Linked DNA regions of Mus musculus: region 1 is linked to region 2. A link is a contact called in public HiChIP or PLAC-seq data. All regions are on one chromosome and are shown on one strand. The core of a region is the stretch at or near the end of the contact, and the rest is flanking DNA. Distances in the headings are between cores, read along the strand shown.

What was found. HiChIP or PLAC-seq counts read pairs in DNA pulled down with a chosen protein or histone mark.
Region 1: a contact with region 2 is called in an H3K4me3 HiChIP or PLAC-seq map of embryonic stem cells, with 24 read pairs. The contact joins the enhancer-like site here to the promoter of Slc7a1 in region 2. A contact is called at or near these places in 2 of 39 promoter capture datasets (both in embryonic stem cells), 1 of 484 Hi-C or Micro-C datasets (granulocytes) and 2 of 115 datasets of contacts at active chromatin or transcription factors (the SCID.adh cell line and embryonic stem cells).

Annotation. Positions count from the first base shown.
Region 1 is chr5:148,648,276-148,651,256 of GRCm38.p6, forward strand. No RefSeq gene overlaps it. Among named protein-coding and RNA genes, the nearest start is that of Gm36140, 16 kb to the left of the region's middle. Within about 2 kb of position 1,431, at least 16 of the 459 cell types and tissues checked have an H3K27ac peak or open chromatin away from gene starts, as enhancers often do. A contact at or near this core is called in embryonic stem cells, where this site is marked.
Region 2 is chr5:148,398,359-148,401,173 of GRCm38.p6, forward strand. It overlaps Slc7a1 (solute carrier family 7 (cationic amino acid transporter, y+ system), member 1), which reads right to left and starts at 1,546. Exons shown (of 13, transcript NM_007513.4): 1 at 1,371-1,546.

The sequences.
Region 1 (2,981 bases), core at 181-2,680, 250 kb after region 2:
GTGGCAAATTCTGGAATTCCCCTGAAGTGGTGAACTGGCCTTTTCTTTATACTTTGGCTGTTTCCTTTGGGTCTTGAAACCCTCCAAGAAATTATCAAAGATGGAGGATTTCCTTGGCAGACTTACTTCCCCCCCCCCCCCCTAAAAGCCACTGGATATTGTCAACAGAAGAATCCTGTAACTACCAGAGAAACCGGCACCCCTGAATACCGTCAATGGAAGGAGCCACCGGCTAGGGGATATGCTAACAATGTGAATCCAGGGAAGCCACTTCAGAGCACTCTGGTGTTAGCTCCTGTTTGCTAGGAAGCTCCTGGTCCCATTGGCAAGAGGGAACGTGCATCCGGAGTGATAGCATTAGCTGTGCCAATAGACACCTCTGAAATCCCAATCAATGGGTGGAGGTGTGGACTCTGCTTCTACTCTCAAAATTAGGGCTGAAGCCAGCAAACAAACAGACAGACAACAAACAAACAAACAAACAAAATCCTTTGGAATGATCTCAAATATCAGGCGCCGTCACAGGTACAGCTAATCCATGCTCAACATGTTTCCCAGAGGGGCGGGTTTCCAGGCTGCCTGCTAACATTAATTAGCTGTTACCTGAATGCAGGAGAGGAGGGTGTTCGCTGATCACAAGTATTTTTAATTAGTTGTAGGCACAGATGTTTTTCTACCTCCCCACCCCCCCGACTTAGACTTATTTCTTTAATCACAGGTGCTGAAGCATAAAACTTCAAGAGATGAATTTCTGTAGCTACCAGCAGTATCTTCTCCTTGCCACCTATTGGATCAGCGTAAATTTTCCCAAAAGACATGCTCCCCGAAGCCCTTGGAGTCTTGATTATAGCCTAGAAGCCCCCACGCCACCCCCTACAAAAAGCCCATGTGTTGAGGGCTTGATCTCAGGATGGCACTGTGCGGAGGGGTGGAATCTTTAGAAAGGGGCACGTGGGGGAGGGGCTTAGATCATTGAGGGTGTGTCTCTTTCTTTTGCCTCCTGGATGTGAGGCCCGAGGCTTTGCTCCACTGTTGCCAAGGCTGCAATGAGCTGCCTGGTCACGTGACAGGGCCAACCCAACCATGGGCTGGAACCCAAAGTTCCAGAACTGCGGCCCAAATAAACCTTTCTGCTTTGTCTGCTTGTTATCCACAGGCATTTGTTACAGCGATGTCCCAGCCCGCAGGGCACAGTCCTCAGTCAGTTGTTTCAATGGTGGTCTTAAGTTTTCCAACGCAACCCTGTGGGGATTACGCAAGATGCCTGCGAGGCTGAAATCTGCTTTCCTAACAGGGCTCTGTGCAACCTTTATCAGTCCGCCATTTATGTCTAGAAATGTCTGTCATCCACCTTCCTCAGGCTTGGCTCGCTTGTCTTTAAAAGACACCAGGACTGAGTGTGTTCCCAGACCCCTCCTGTTATGTGCCATCAGAGATGATTGCACACTCAAGAAGAGTCACTGAGGGATGGAGGAAGGCCACCCCACCCCTGCTTGACAAACTATCCCTGTGGTTTTTTTTTTTTTTTTTTTTTTTTTTTGGTTTTGGTTTTGGTTTTGGTTTTTCAAGACAGGGTTTCTCTGTATAGCCCTGGCTGTCCTGGAACTTACTTTGTAGACCAGGCTGGCCTCGAACTCAGAAATCCGCCTGCCTCTGCCTCCGGAGTGCTGGGATTAAAGGTGTGCGCCACCACGCCCGGCTATCCCTGTGTTCTTAGTTTCATCTTTGAGTGCTTTTATTACCTCCCTTTTCTGACTGGAAAAATCCTGTTTGTTTTTTCTTCAAGGCTCCGTTCAAATGCTATCTTCTCTCTTGAGCTTTTCCAGGCTACATTCTTGGCCACACACATGTTAGACAGACGGACACATCTGTCTGTCAGGGTCATTGTGCCTGTAAAGGGCTGGTAGAGCAGTCATTACCAAGCCATTTTGAGGTAGGTCATCTGCACCATGCAAGCCAGTGAGAGGACCCAGGACGCAGCCTGTGACATTTCTTCTTTTCTCTGGATCAGACAAACCATCTAGGAATCCGCTGGCTTTTGTCTAAAGTCGGTCATAAGATTTTCACGGGAGAGATGCTCAATATCTGGAGAGGAAGGGGTTACCCCCACCCTGAAGGCACAGGAATACAGAGAATGTAAACAGCTCTTGCTGAGTCCCTCCATATAACAGTCTACTCTTCATCAAATCTAAGTACCAAGACACAAGTTTCTCTGTTTCCTCGGGTCCTCATTTCTAAGGGTTTCCACGTCCTTTACGGCTCACCTTGTTTGCTTTCCTGTGTCAATCTGCCTTTTGTCAGAAGAACCTCAGTCATCATCTAGCTGCGGGACCATAGTGGCCTAGGTTTATGAAGGACACATCGAGGGAACTTCAACCCTGGGTATCTCAAACATGAGGGTGGCAGGACTTGGCTACCTCCCTACTCCTAATCTGGCACCATAAGGCCGGCTCCCCCACCATCAACCCTAGTAAGAATGTATTACGCTGACGGTTATCAGGCCTCACTTCTTGTTTGGCCGTACAAGGTTCCCCCTCCCTCCCATCCCCCACCCATCCCCTCCCAAGACCCTAGAGCTCCTGAGTATGTAGATGAAGCATCTTCTAACACCTATTCCCTGGCCAGTGGTACACAGCCACATAACCTTGCTCCAGAGACCCTGGCCACCTCCCCAGGGGCATAAATACCATGTTCTCCCTCCCGATAAATGAACCAGTTCACTTAAGCTGTTCCTGGGCGTGTTCATTGCCAGAGACTGAGATTCCGCACTACACTAGATACTACTACTGTGTATCTAGCTAAACTTTCCTCCTTCCAGTCCATCTCTGTGCCCAGTGGATCTGGCTACCACGGAGGGAGAAGGGGCCATGGGGCCGTACCCAGCAACCGATAAGGAAGCAGTAGTATTTTTCCCCTCGCATGCACTCGTTTTCTTAGCATCCCTGGGAGAGGAAGATGAAGGGTGGCTCAATTTCGCAAAG
Region 2 (2,815 bases), core at 296-2,795:
CTAGCCACTGGGGTATCTCTTATCTCTACTTAACTAGTTCCTTTGGTTTATTCACCCCCCCCCACCCTCCCTTATATACCCTCTAAATTTCACCCTTAAGTAAAACATGATCTCAAAACGCTAAACTTTTCAGAGCTGTTTCAATTCATGGGGTGACTTTCCCCCTCTAAATGTCTATTCTGATCTCGTGAGTCACGCCCTTTTGTTTTAGTGGCAGAAGGGTGTGCTCTAGTCAAAATAATAATTTCCATTGAGACCAACTAAAAATACCAGGGGGATGACTGTGTCGAGGTTTCCTATTATCTTAACCACACATGAAGGGCAAGAAATGTTACAAAAATCCCAATTACCAGCTGACTCCATGACAGCTAAGACAGTCAACCAAAAGATAACGCAGAAGATAACGCTCCGGATTCTAGTGAAAGTTTACTCACCTTTAGAAGAAATACACCTATGGTTGAAACCCTGTCCTCCTGCACGTGAGAGTATAACTGTGGGTGCTGGGAAATGTAGTTTTTTAGTTTGTTTTGTTTTCCTGACAGCACATGTCTGCCTATCCCAGCACATGTCTGCCTATCCCAGCACATGTCTGGCTATCTTAACACACAAGTCCACACAGCAGTGGGCTGGAGCGAGCGACACTGGACTGCTCTGCGGACACCCTTGGCTGGTGACCTGATCGTGCCCAGGAAGTCTTCCACTGGACAGAAACACACGGAGCACAGGTTGTCTACGGAGCCGGAAGAACTTCCTCCCACTCCACACCATCTGGAAGAACAGTCTGTGCAGGCCGAATCGGGTCACAAGGAAAACCCACCCAAGAGGGAGTCCCTCCAAAGGGACCTCTGGAGACTATGAGGCGACCCGGAGGACAGGAATCTCAGGTCTCGGGTCATGCCTGCGAGACCTGACAAGAGTCCATCCTGCGCGCGGCTCGGCTGACGACACTGCCCGGGACCGCGTGGCGGGGCGGGGTGCCGCGCACCGCGCCATGTAAGGGAAGGTCTCCCAGACTGCCGTGACTCCGGATGCCACCCGGGGCAGCCTGCGTAGATGGGTCCCCGCGCCCACGTGGAGCCTACACACGGCGCCACGCGTGGCGGGCGTCACCCGGGTCGCCCGTGTTCACTCCCTCCCGCTGTTGCATCATGCACCACGCCGCGCCTGCAAAGGACCAAGATGGACTCGGAGGAGGCGACCGGAACACTGGTGCCCGCCCCACGCACCCATCCCCCGGAGATGGAGAGGATAAGAAGAACCCTCGCCCTGCCTGAAACGCCACCCGAGGCCACACACACAGACACACACGCACACCGAGGTGACTCAGGCTTTCAGAGCTTCCTGGGCAATCACAAGGATCGCGTACTCACGGAGGAGGCGGCAAGATGTTGAGCTGTGTGGAGACCGCGGGTAGAAAGCCTCTCACACCTGCTAGCTGAGGGGATGGCGCACGCGGGCGGAATCCGAGCCGGTTTCATCAGCCGCGCGCCGCCCTCCGCGGGCCCCACGGCCACGGCCAGTGCTGCGCGTCAGCTTCCAGGGCACCAATGACAGCGCCGCGCGGCCGCGCCCCTGTGGGCGGGGACACCCGAGACCGGGCTTCCCCGCCGGTTTGGGCGCCTCCCGCGCGCGCCCTTGGTCCTCCGCAGCCGCAACTGAGCTTGAGTCAGAGCTGATGGCACAGGCTGAGGGGTGCGAGCCCCCTCCTGGGGAGCCACGGACAGCTGACGACCAGGTTTCTTGCTCCAAACTGGATGTAAGACACATTTTAAAGACTTTTTTTTTTTTTGGACTTAGTTGTAAATCTTCTTTTGACATTGGACTACTTTACGGCTGTGCCCTAGCTAACGCCTTAGCCTCCGCCTTGGTCAGGAAGGGCCCCAGAACCTGCAAGCCTCCCTTTGATACAAGGTAGTTCCTCCACATAGCCAACAGAACAGTTCAGGCAGTTCACACCCGCGGGACTCTCCCCAAGTTTAGTACCCAAATCTAGTCTTCAGGGTTCCTTCTGATCTCTGCTCCAAAATCGAGAACTACAGTCTATAGGGCTGAGGGATGGCTCAGCGGTTAACACTGACAACCCTTTCAGAGGACCCAGTTCTGACTCCCCACATGGGGGCTCACAACTAATCTGTAAGTCTTGAATGTGATGCACAGACATACACAGGTAAACCATAAATATGCATAAGATAAAAGTTTTTATAAAGAATTATATCGAAGCCCGGCAGTGGTGGCACACACCTTTAGTCCCAGCACTTGGGAGGCAGAGGCAGGTGGATTTCTGAGTTTGAGGCCAGCCTGGTCTACAGAGTGAGTTTCAGGACAGCCAGGGCTATACAGAGAAATCCTGTTAAAAAAAGAGAGAGAGAGAGAGAGAGAGAGAGAGAGAGAGAGAGAGAGAGAGAGAGAGAGAGAGAGGAAGGAAGGAAGGAAAGAAGAAAGAAAGAAAGAAAGAAAGAAAGAAAGAAAGAAAGAAAGAAAGGAAGAAAGAGAGAAAAGAAAGGAAAAGAAAAGAAAAAGAGAAAAGAGAAGGTGGATGCTATGTGTGTTCTCAAGTGTGCCTTATCAGTAAAGGGATTCATTGTCAGCCACAGCTGTTGATACTCCCATAGAATTAAACTAACGATGTATTAATTTATATTGCCCAGCCAAAAAGTCTTAATGAATACGTAGAGGGAGGTGGATAGCACTAAAGCACTTCTAACACTTGTAAGATAACATTAAAGCACTTCTAACAGCGTTTGTGATAATAACAAGGCATCAAACATGCTTTGTTTTCCAACAGCCAACAGAAGTAAGTGTCAATCATGCGGTG